2 separate regions of the Pan troglodytes genome follow, and region 1 is linked to region 2. The links are chromatin contacts, called in public capture Hi-C maps. All regions are on one chromosome and are shown on one strand. The core of a region is the stretch at or near the end of the contact, and the rest is flanking DNA. Distances in the headings are between cores, read along the strand shown.

Evidence for each region. Capture Hi-C pulls out chosen DNA fragments and counts their contacts.
Region 1: a contact with region 2 is called in a capture Hi-C map of stem cell-derived neural stem cells, with 3 times the contacts expected there. The contact joins two enhancer-like sites. A contact is called at or near these places in 3 of 7 Hi-C or Micro-C datasets (blood, induced pluripotent stem cells and stem cell-derived neural progenitor cells), 1 of 1 datasets of contacts at active chromatin or transcription factors (stem cell-derived excitatory neurons) and 1 of 1 other capture datasets (stem cell-derived neural stem cells).

What each region holds. Positions count from the first base shown.
Region 1 is chr5:123,787,695-123,790,749 of NHGRI_mPanTro3-v2.0_pri, reverse strand. All of the region lies in intron 1 of FYN (FYN proto-oncogene, Src family tyrosine kinase), which reads left to right. Among named protein-coding and RNA genes, the nearest start is that of FYN, 15 kb to the left of the region's middle. Within about 2 kb of position 1,584, at least 5 of the 24 cell types and tissues checked have an H3K27ac peak or open chromatin away from gene starts, as enhancers often do. A contact at or near this core is called in stem cell-derived neural stem cells, where this site is marked.
Region 2 is chr5:123,638,931-123,642,125 of NHGRI_mPanTro3-v2.0_pri, reverse strand. All of the region lies in intron 6 of FYN (FYN proto-oncogene, Src family tyrosine kinase), which reads left to right. Among named protein-coding and RNA genes, the nearest start is that of TRAF3IP2, 100 kb to the right of the region's middle. Within about 2 kb of position 1,270, at least 12 of the 24 cell types and tissues checked have an H3K27ac peak or open chromatin away from gene starts, as enhancers often do. A contact at or near this core is called in stem cell-derived neural stem cells, where this site is marked.

The sequences.
Region 1 (3,055 bases), core at 335-2,834, 150 kb before region 2:
TTGAGAGATTTGAAGAAGGGAGAGTGGGCTTGGAGAATCTAGAAAAAATTCAGCCAGCCACTAAACTGTAGCACAGTGTGTAAATAGATGGATAAAAAATATGGAGTGAGGCCCCATTGGAATTTGCACGTATGTTTATAGTTCCCTTTAGCCCAATTTTGTGACTCTGCCTGGTAATACTTGTCACTTTGGAATGAAAAATCTGGCCTTGCGGTGACTTAGAGTTGGGCATTGGTTTGAATAATAGGTTGCTCTAAGAGACTAAAGAAAACATCATATGAATCAGCTGAAACTAGTATTCAGGCTGGAAGGGGCGTGAGCTTGGATTGGAGGTGATAGATAAAGAAGGGTCTGAGGCCTCAGGGATGTGATGAGTGGGCACAGCAGGTACGGAAGAGGAGTGACAAAGGTGAGGGGGCCCTCAGTTGAGGAAACCCAGGGAAGTGGAGAGTTCCAAAACGATGCTGATGCAGGGGTGGTTTTGGACCTCCACTCAACAGTAGAACAGAGACTGAGGATATTGGATAGGAAGAACTCAAGAAACGGAAAGCCATAGGCTCCCCTTGCCCTTGGTTCAAATATAAATGTATAATGATATAAATGGTATCTTCTAGGAGAATGGCCTGTCAGTGTGTTGCACTTTTTTTTTTCTTTTTTTTTTTTAAATCCTAGATAAGTGTTCTGGGACCTCTGAGACCTTGCGTTATGAGCAGCTAGTTTAGTGGGAATAATATTTTGAACTGGTATTCAATTTACTTTCCCTTCCTCCTAATTCTTGTTGCCCTGGGAGTCTCCCCCATTGAAGCTAGGGATTCCATCACTTCAAGGGGAGGACAGAACATGGTCAACGACAAAGAAGACATTGTTCAGCTTTTGACTTCCAAAACAGGCCCTTAAAACCTGTTTCAGAGAACAGAGTTAGCCCAAGCCTTCATGTAAAAGAGACAGGCTTTGTTAGAAGAAAAATGGTTTGTGGTTTCCAAGCAGCCAAATCTCAGAAGGCCTGGCATATACTGTACATTAAGCCACGGAGGAGGGAGGCTACAGGATCACTTCCGTTAGCCCAAGAAGGAGAAAATTGCTTCCTGGGTTGGAAGGAGGAGCTTGCAGAGATTCAGAGGATTCCAGGGTTAAGAAATGGATGGGTCACTGAGATCTAGCACCCAGTTGTCCTGGGCTTCTGCTTACGGGGTTATTGAGATGATAGAAGGCCCAGGTAGGTGAGCGACCCCCTGTAAGCCGAGAGCACTGGTGCCCTGCCTCCTCTCTGGGACTCTGGAAGGAAACCACCTTGTAGTTTGCCCTGCAGTGGGGTGTGTTTAGGTAGAAATGGGCCCTGAGGTGATGTTCCTTCCCAGTTCCCCAAAACCTGTACATGGCGTGGGGAAATCCCGACAGTCCTGCTTATGCCCTTGGGTGGATGTAAAGGTACTGAGATATCTAGGGTCAGAATAGAGAGGGCACAGAAGGGAAGTGTGCCAGTCTCCCTGCTGGAGGCTGGCTGGGATCGTGGCCACAGATACTACTGAGCCCCAGTGAGGTATTGACCAGCTTCATCAGCCAAACCAGGCCAGCACCCAATGACAAAGGAACAAGACATCCCACAGAGGCCAGAGGCCAGCACTTAGACTCAATCCTCTCCCCATCACTGTGATGGTCTGTAATCTCCCTGGGGAGAAGAAGGAGAACGAAAGGAACACAGCCCGGAACACAGCCCGGCAGCTTGAAGTGAATTTAATTTGACTGATTGCCCTGAAGCAACTAAAGTTTTAACTCTGAAGCCACTAGGTTACCTGTAACGAGTAAGATTGTTTTTTTTTTTTTCTGCCATAAGTAGAAATGCAATGATCATAATCAAGTTGAATTCAATCATGCAGAAATAAAGTAACATCTTTTTATATTGTTAGGTAGTAAGTGTATATTTCAAACCTGCCACTCTGCATTTGGGCTATATTTTAACTGCTTAAACTTTTTTATTTGTGACAAATTTACCTATACTCTTATAGTATACCATTTTTCCTTTGATAAATCGTGGCTTAGTATACCTGTCCTAGGTTCATTTGGGGCAAGAAGTGTAAGATTGTGTCCTCAAGCGGCAGAGTTTTCCACCTGATGTTTCAAGGTAGTGTGGGGTTTCTGGCTTCCCATTGTTTAGCTAGTGGCAGTTTTTCCCTGAGAAGGACCTCAGTTGCCTTCGGGCCTCAGGTCAGTGGAAAGTATTAGAATTTCAAGCCTTTCTCTAATGAATTTACTGTGATGCTGGAGATTAGAGGAGAATTTTTACTGTGTGTGATCCTTCAGTTTCATATTGTAAAGGTAACAGGGTGAATAGTAGAAATGTCTCTAAATACAAGGGGAAATGCTCTTCATTTTTATTCAGTTCTCATGTGCTAAATAAAGTATCAGTTTATGAAAGGATTCATTTCCAAGTATAATTTGTAAGTAGTTACCAGAACACTCAAATGAGAGAGGGGGAGAAAAAAACAGTTAGCTCTTTTTAATTGCATTTCATCTCTCTTTGACATTCATATGAGGATGATGCTGCATTTAAGATGATGTATTTTAAAACCTGCTGTTTCTGAAATACCTAGTAATTTTGGAAGGGAAATCATCAGGCTTGCTTTAAAAGTGTGCCTTTATTGGGGGTGTTCTGGGGTGAGGTGGGGAGTTGCCTGTTTGGATACTGCTTATGTATTTTCTCACCAGAAAATTATTGTGACACTCTTAGCAAATTTTCTCAAAACATAAATACATCTCATATTTTTACCTTGTGTGTCGGGGGGGAGCCAAGAGAGTTAGAGATGGAGAACCACATAATTTAAATTGAAAAGAGTCAGCAAATAATTAAATGGATAGAATTTAAAAAGTATTGATTTATTAACTGACATTTTAAAAATATGTTAGACCTATAAAATAGTTCTCTTCAGAATCTTTTCAGAAATAAAATTTTTAAAACTTAAAAACATATGTCCATATAGATTAAACTTAAAAAATCTTATATTATCTGAGTTTTATAAAATAATAACATAAGTAATTATTTTTCACTCCCATTAGT
Region 2 (3,195 bases), core at 21-2,520:
CACTCAACTGTACACTTAAAAATGATTAAAATGATAAATTTTATGTTGCCTATATTTTACCACAATTTTCAAAAAGTATACAGTTTGCTGAATTTTCACAAGCTGAACATGCCTGTGTGGCCACCAGCCAGGTCAAGAAGAGTGTTACCTGCCCCCCAGGAGTCCTCCTCCTGTAGCCACAGGAAGTTTTTAAAAAATAATAAACAGCTACCATTCATTGAAGGCTCCTGATGTACCAGCCATGAGCTAAGTTACAAACATTCTCATGCATTCTTCCACTACTGTCTGAGGTATGCATCGACGTCATCGTTTGATATCTGAGGAGCCAGAGGCCCAGATTAGGAAACTGCCCCAGAGCACAGAGCTGGCAGGTGGCAGAGCCCAGGGCGAGGTGCAGGGAGGCATCCTGAGAACAGTGTCAGGTTTGATCTGGGAAAGGCCCAGATACTTTATCAAAGGGGATGGGAACCTTCAAGTGACAGGAAGCTTTGGAGAGTTGACTGGGGCTGGGGAGGAGGGGATTGGGCTTTGATCTCTCTGGGTATACCTCCTTGCTGTTATTTTGCTGCTTGTTGGAGTCCATTAACTTTGAATTCTGAAATCCTCCGCCCCTTAGCCTCCCCTACATGCCAAGGTTGATTAGAAATTTCAAGACTATTTGTAAACTTTCAACTGCAAGAACCAAGGAATAGTAAGAGCGCAGACCCAGCTCTCAGGAGGCTTTGTCCACACTGCACGTCTGTCTGTGCATTACGCTGGAGGGCGTTGGAAAGTCAGTCCCTGCCAGTGTCAGTCCCATGGCTTCTTCCTTTGTTAATCTGGAAACGATCTGCAATGTCACCAAATTGAAATTTTAGAGAAAAACTTAAGGAGGATCCAATCTGTCTCAATCTCTATTTTGTGACTTCCATGCATGGCCTTTGATGTTTACAGAGTCCTTTGAGCCTCCAACCCTGTTCTTGTAGAGGAAAATATTACAAAGGTTCTCTTCCTCTTAATGTTCTTCCTTTCTGCCAATGGAATTCCATATCAGTGGAATTTTAAAATTCCCTTTCTCAAGGTTATAGAAAAGAAAAATAAGGTTTGTGTAACAAGACAATATCCTGAAGTCAAGGGTAATAACAGGGAAGAGAAAATAGTGAAGGAAAAACAAAGCAATAATACGGAAGCAGATGGCACACGGCTCCTCCCCTCCCCCATCCTCTCCCGCCTCTGGCTCTGGTCCTCAGAGGAGAGGGAGGAATGGGGCTCTGTTCTGCCAGGGCAGCTGCCACACCTCCTAGTGTGTGTCCTCCCACTCCCTTCCCTGGTGGAGCCCTGGTGGCGCTGGAGGCCACAGGGCTGGCTTTGTTAAAGTACAACATACACCGTGGGATGTGCATGTATGTATGTACCCAGAGGCGGTGTTCCTGCTACCCAGCAAGGGGCAAAGGTGCTTCATTGACCCGTTGTAAGTGCTCAGTGTCATGTATTAGGACATTATTAAATTTGAACCCCTTTTGCAAAGTATTTAAGTTCATCCATTTTATTCCTTGTTTTCACATTTCAAGACTAGTCGTTTACCATCTACGAACAGTGACTCTTTAAAATGTAATACATGTTTTACACAGAGTGGAGTATTGGTCACAGCTGAGGGCAGGTTTGTTGTTTTTTTTTTTCCTATTGTGATAAAAAGAAATCCTGGTTTAGAGCCCCACCCAAGCATTTGATAAAATTGTTACCGACATAAAATGCTACACTACTGAGCAGATCAAGGCTGACTTCTGTTGGCAAATAACTACTCCCTGGCTCCAAGGCTCTAGGGCTCCCAGCTCCGGGGCCCACAAGCCTACGAGCAACTTTGGGGTTTGGGGGTAGACTCTTTTCTTGGTGTGGGGTGTGGTGGGGGCACAGAATCTTTTAGCAAGTCTTTAAATCAGAGGAACAGAGACAGCTGTTATAAAACCTTAAAAGCCATTCTAAACCAGCGCCAGGCTTTAAATCATATATTTGAATTAGAGCAAGATAACAAAGAATATCTCACCAAGTGCAAACTGAAAAATCTGAACTATAAGAACCGTTTAAAGAAATACAGCTTTAACAATGCTAATTACCCACAGTAACTCAAGAAATAAAAGATAACATAGTAGAGATCCTATTTTCCTAAATCAACATGAATATAGAGTATATCTATTTATAGGTGAATTGGTGCTTCTAGTGTATCAAAAAGATGACTTAATTCACTCGCTCAACGTCTCTCAATGAATATTTTGAGTCTGTACCAGCCTCTCTAGGCTCAACATGTGAGGTTTACTACATAATAAACATTGAATCTTTGTCACTTTATGTCTCCTTTGATGAAGAAGATGACCCTAGAAAGCCTAGAAAAAGAGAAATCAAGGATTTTATCTTTCTCATGAGTAGCTGAAAACCCTTGTGAGATTAATAGGGTCAAGTGAGAAAATCATGAATTCCTGATTCATGACTTCAGAATGAGCTGATAATTGCATTCTGATCTGTGCTACACTATTTAGGTACCTAGACCAAAATGAGATAGTTAATGCTAGATTTGAATTGGAAATGACTTCATTAATGCCAGATCACCTGAATAAGGCTGGACTTGTCCCAACCTGCAGCAAAATATATTGGCTTCCCGCCCCCATTGACAGTCTCAGATACCCTAAAATTGATGCTAGCCATTTTTTTCTTAATTTAATTCAATTAGAACTAACTTGATGAAGGTTATCTTGCATTAAAAAACAATAAGCCTCTGCTACAAGCACTTAATTTTTTCCTCGCCATTTTGGAGCATTTCCCAGGCTGGGCGGGAGAGGGTGGAGGGGGAAGAGCTGGGTATTGTTATTTTTAATGATGAAATGTCTCCATCTAGTGGAACTTCAGAGCAGTAAACCTTGTCACTATATTAAAGTGAAGATTATGTCTCCAAAGCCATTTCCTTAAACACATACAGTGTTTAAAGAAAAAAATTAACTTCCACATATGTTCTTAGATGATATCCTTACAACTGTATGTATTCCTTTTGGAAGGCATAGAAATGAGACCAGTACAAACTGTTAACATTTTTAATGTCATGATTTGAACCTCAAAGAGAGGGGTGCTTACAATAGGGGAGCAGCACAGTGCAGATCCCACCCAGTTGGTAACGATCTAGCTCTTAAGTTGGGCAGTGGGTTCACGGGGTTCATATATAATGTA